Regions from separate parts of the Xenopus laevis genome. Here region 1 is linked to region 2. Evidence: chromatin contacts called from public Hi-C data. All regions are on one chromosome and are shown on one strand. Each heading gives the region's core, a stretch centred on a gene start, on an enhancer-like site or on the middle of the called end of the contact. The rest is flanking DNA. Distances are from core to core; before and after follow the strand shown. Region 1 holds the start of hoxd9.S (homeobox D9 S homeolog). Region 2 overlaps agps.S (alkyldihydroxyacetonephosphate synthase, peroxisomal).

Region 1 (2,700 bases), core at 32-2,531, 700 kb before region 2:
AAATCGCACTCAAATGACTTTTCAGTGGAAAAATAAAGTGATTTATTTCAACGTTTCGGCTCCTTTACTTGGGCTGTCTTCTTATAAAGGTGCCAGGTGTGAACAGAAACGTTGAACATAAGCCCTTCCCTATTCATCTGTAGCTTTCGATACTTTGAGTTCAATTTTTCATTTAGGTTTTTGGTAGAAGGAGTGTTTGCGTGTCTGTGTGTAAGTGTAGGTGTGTGTTTTGTGAGTGCAAGTGCTTTTGGATCTGTAAAATAAGTTTGTATGTGGGAGGGAGTGAAAGATTAAATGTATATATATATATATATATATATATATATATATATATATATATATATATATATATATATATATATATATATATATATATATATATATGATATTGTATGAGTATATTTGTGGAGAGAATTTGTGTGCACACTACTAACGTAGAAGCGTGTTTTAAACAACGGCTAGTATGAATATTTGAATATTTACACACACACAGCTAAGTGCAGTAAATACACAAAGAGACACGGTGGAATTGAACACAATGGACTCACACTGCCCCTGGTGATTCGAACAAGAACAAAGTCCAGCTACAGATTCGGTTTAGTGGAGGGTTTAATGTTGTCTCAGTCTATTTTTACTATAGCACATATTAATGTATAATCAAATGCACCTCATAAAATGTTTATTGAAAGCCATAAAAAAAGCCTGATAGTTCTCCTCCACCTGTTTGGAAAGGCAGAAAGGATTTTGCGCCTGGCCAGCCCTGCCCCTGTGTAAGTGAATAGCAGCTCCAGCACCACGTTGCCCCTTCCCAAGTCGCTGCCTTCTCTCACATGTCACTGGGGCTCCCTGGATTCTTGTTCGTGCCTAGTAAAACAAGTTTTATTTTCTCAGGTCAATCATCGGGACATGCCCCTCTCTGGTGCTGCCATGTGGGTGCCTACGGTTTAAAGGGTAATTAAACAAATTCGGCAAAGTGATTAAAAATGAATGGCAGGCAGGGCTGAAAGGGATGGCAAGAAATAGTCCCTATTAAGTGCTGCTTTACATTTTTACAAGGACTCCGAGTCTTTGTGCGCAAAGGCGCAATGTGCCCCTTGTCCCCCGTGCGCCTTTCTCTCTATCTGTGCGCACTTACACTTTGATTCTTAATTGTATGTGTTTTTAATCACATCAGCCCCGTTAAGCGGATTGATTTACTCAGTATTGGTAAATATGATCACGTGGGCGCCGCAACCAATGGACTGAGGTTGCAGTCTGCAAAATACTATGATTGTTCTCAGGGAGGGTATTGCATACAGTTAAGAGTGTAACCTTTTATATGAGGGAGAGGGGAGCCCAAAATGTCGTCAAGTGGGACCATAAGTAACTATTATGTGGATTCTCTCATAGGACATGAGAGCGAGGAGGGCTACGGGGGTAGGTTTTCCCAGGGAGGTCAGAACGCGACCTCTAGGCCATCAGGTGACGGGGACCCTTCAGACTTCCATCCCTGTAGCTTTGCTTCCAAATCCGGCGTCTTCCCCACGTCCTGGTCAACGGTTCAGCCTCAACCTTCTGCAGGAATGACAGGGATCTACCACCCGTATGTGGCCCAGTCCCACCTTGCAGCAGCAGCAACAGACAGCGGCAGATACACTGTGCGCTCCTGGCTTGATCCAATCTCCAGCGCTGCGCCCTCCTTCTCTGAATTCCAAGCTAACGGGCGCAACTACGGGATCAAACCTGAGAGTGCTGCAAAGAGGACAGAGTGCTCATCCTTTGCTTCCCAGGGACTCAGTCTGCCCGAATACACGTGCAATTCCTTCCCAGAAAGCACAGAGAAACCCGCGGCCAAGGAGCCTGCAGCACCCGCCAGCGAGGAGTCCAACAGCACTGAACTAAAGGAAGAGAAGGAGCAGCAAAAGCAGCAAATTGACCCAAGTAAGTATAAAAAGAGAGGGAGAGAGAAAAGAAATTGCAACTTGATTTACTGCCCAACCTGCAAAGGCTCTAAATGTGCAAAACTGATAGTTTTACTAACCTATAAAACCGTCTAGACGCCTACCATATAGCCAAGCAGCAACAAGAGGCTATAAAAAAATTCTATTACTCACATAACCACCTCGGATCAAGACATCATTTGTACTGTAAACACTTTCTCTGCATTAAGATCCCTTTTTATGATAATTCTTTATAAAAGTGGTGCGAGTAGGTCATCCAGATTGCCAACGATTTTGCCACCATTTCACCCCACTCTCCTCCTCTTCTTCTTCCCTTCCACAGATAATCCTGCAGCCAACTGGATCCACGCTCGCTCCACCAGGAAAAAGCGATGCCCTTACACCAAATACCAAACTTTGGAACTGGAAAAGGAATTTCTCTTCAATATGTACCTCACCCGGGACCGCCGCTACGAGGTGGCCAGGATTTTAAATCTCACCGAGAGGCAAGTTAAAATCTGGTTCCAAAACAGGAGAATGAAGATGAAGAAAATGAACAAGGAAAAGGGAAATAGGGACCAATAACCCGTGGGGGATGCACTGATTTCCTTGTGTAAAAACATGGAGCAGTTAAATATAAATATATATATATAACGGTCTTTTTTCTGCAGTAGATGTAAATGTGTAATTGTGTGTGGATTTTTTTTGTTCTGCAAACTCAGTTTATTGTCAGTGCGCATCGAAAGATGCAACCTTTTAATTTGTTCATTTTTTATTTTTA
Region 2 (2,700 bases), core at 98-2,597:
GAATGCTTATTTATTCTTCTACATACTCCTGTAAGCTCAACTAGAAGGTCGGGTTTTGGGGTGAACTCTTCTTTAATATCTTTAGCTAGCTATACATACCCAGATTTCATTGGGCACTTTGGCCATTTCTACCATATTGCCCCGTCATCTAGGATTGTCTCAAGTTGGGGGTGGGTAGCCCTGGTAGATCAAGGATTATTTGTTATGATGAAAAAGTTGGCATAATGGAAGTGAAGAAGTTTGGCAGCAGAGCAGACCAATAGGAATATGTATGTGAGCTTACACTTAAATGGCCATTGGTACCTTTATCTGTTGTTTTGGCCTACTGACCAATCTGTTTTATAGCGTATGAGTTGGCCCATATTCAGTATGGCCTACATTATATATACTTGGAACTATACAAAATGCAAACATATAAAACAAATACTGTATGAGCCAACCTTGTTATGGGGGATCTTAGCCCAATAATAGACCTTAAAGGGGCTGATAAGCACTGCTGTAGTGGGTCGTATAGTGGATATATTTCTAATAGTATGAAATGAAGGCGGACCTAGGCCCTTATTTCCCTTTCAAATGAGGTTGATGGCCAGAGGGTTAAATCTTTCTATCATTTATAGCTGTTGCTTTCACCTGCTCAGCCTGCCCCTAAAATACAGAAATGGGGATCTCTGTGCTGGTGCAACAGAAGAAATCGTCCGCCTGTACAAATATTAAGCAGCAAATGTATTTTTAATAGTATATTATTATTGAATCACTTGGTGCTAAAACCTATTCCATCCAAAGCAAATGAAAAGAGAGCAAGTGATGAGGAATGGAGATGGGCGCCTAGTAACACTGCATTAACAATTTATCAGCCATTTGAATTGACCTCTTAAGCCCATAAATGTCCTATAAAACATAATATTAGTTTGTCTTGGATGTATTTTATTGTTTGTATCCGTATCGCTGTATCGTGAGTAACTGGAAGGGGACGAGGCCATTATTGGCTTATCCGCGACCCCTCTCCTATTCTATGTCCCTGTGAGTCCGTCATCATACTGTTTAAGAGAAATAATAAAAAGGCCGTCTTGCTGCAGAACTGTTCCACAACATTAAACCTTGTATAAAAAAAAAACCCGCCGTCCCCCAGCCACGCAGCAGTTGGAAAATGTTGAATCCATTCAGCGCCAGTTGTATTTAATATCTCTCAGATGAACTCAAGTTCAACCCGGCTCTATAATTTTCAGTTTATTTGCCTTCCGCGTTCACGTTCGATAAAACAGTCGCTGCCAGTTTGAACCGGTTCTGGCTAACCCTTTCACTACCGGCAACCCGACCGCCCCATGCGAGCCCTTGCCACGGCATTCGGGCGCCTCTGGAGACGGATGGGTTAAGGCGGAGAGAGCTTCTCTGTCTGAGAGATCTGATTTGCATGGAGGGTGAAGACACGCGGCACATACATTTGCCGTGTAATGAATTGTCTTCTATATTATGTGTTTATGGCTTTGCTGGCTGCATCTGTTCAGCTGGCCGCCCTGAATAAGCAACGAGCGGCGCCCGCCATTTTCTCAACAAGCTACTACACTCCATTTTTCATCTCCCTTCTTCTGTACTATTTTTATTTGTTTAGCCTGCCTTATTTATTCATTTTGTCTCTGTCCCTCCTTAGGCTTTGCACACAGCTCCCTATGATTTATATCAGATATACATTTTTGGGGTAAAAGAGAAGATTTTGCTCAGGTTCATGTTCCACTTGTGTCCTGTAAATGTCAACAGTTTTTTTTTTTTTTTCCTTTGCTGTTTAAAAATGAGTATACGATTATTAAAGTGTTTCTTGCACAATAGAATCGCCTCCTGTATCTTTTCATTCCATTAACCCCTTCAGTTCTAAGTAAGGTTGCCACCTGGCCGGTAAAAACGATGGTTTGTCCCAATGTATTTTATTGTTTTGCATCCTTATCACTGTATCGCGAGTAACTGGAAGGGGACGAGGCCATTATTAATAGGGAAAAAGATAAATATATGAAGTATTTTTTTCCAGAAAAGATGGCAACCCTAATTCTAAGGCTCCACACCAGTGGCATACTATGACCCAGAACAGTAATTAGCATTGACACTTTTTCTAAAAAAAATAAAATGCCAGCCTTCCTATATTATATTATAGTCTTTTTTCCCTATTAATAACATTGGTATCAAGCATCATTTTAACCGGCCAGACCAGTAAAATACCAGCCAGGTGACAACTAGGGTTGCCACCCGACCGGTATTTTACCAGCCTAGCCAGAAAAACACCTGCCAAGGCTGGTTGCCAGTAAATTTATAATGCCCTTAAAAAGACCCCTCGGCCTGCCCCCAATCCCCTGTAATACTTAACTGAAATCCGTCCTGAAATCCCGTGCCGCGGTCCCGCCCCCTTTTGCATCATGGCCCTGCCCCTTTTTGTTCCCGCCCCCCACCAGCCGGTAATACATTTAGGAAAAGGTGGCAACCCTAGTGACAACCGTAGCGGTAATAAGTACATAGTTTTTGCAGGCAGCAGTTCACTGACCCCAGGGCCGCCATTAGAAATCACGGGTCCCCCGTACAACAACATTTTCGGGGGCCCCCTGGGTCCTACCCACCCCAGGCCCCAAGCCCCATCCCAGATCTCGCCCATCCCACACCACAGTGTAAAGACCACAGACATCAGCGCTAAAAATGGTAAATCCCCCCCCCCCACAC

Evidence for each region. A called contact is a pair of places that touch in the nucleus more often than the background predicts.
Region 1: a Hi-C map of the XTC cell line shows a contact between it and region 2, with 5 times the contacts expected there. The contact joins the promoter of hoxd9.S here to the enhancer-like site in region 2. A contact is called at or near these places in 2 of 4 Hi-C or Micro-C datasets (the XL177 cell line and the XTC cell line).

What each region holds. Positions count from the first base shown.
Region 1 is chr9_10S:68,896,237-68,898,936 of Xenopus_laevis_v10.1, reverse strand. hoxd9.S (homeobox D9 S homeolog) reads left to right here and starts at 1,281. Exons shown (of 2, transcript NM_001174043.1): 1 at 1,281-1,920; 2 at 2,263-2,700. The coding sequence starts at 1,341. The coding sequence ends at 2,504.
Region 2 is chr9_10S:68,199,943-68,202,642 of Xenopus_laevis_v10.1, reverse strand. All of the region lies in intron 1 of agps.S (alkyldihydroxyacetonephosphate synthase, peroxisomal), which reads left to right. Among protein-coding and RNA genes, the nearest start is that of agps.S, 17 kb to the left of the region's middle. Within about 2 kb of position 1,347, at least 5 of the 7 cell types and tissues checked have an H3K27ac peak or open chromatin away from gene starts, as enhancers often do.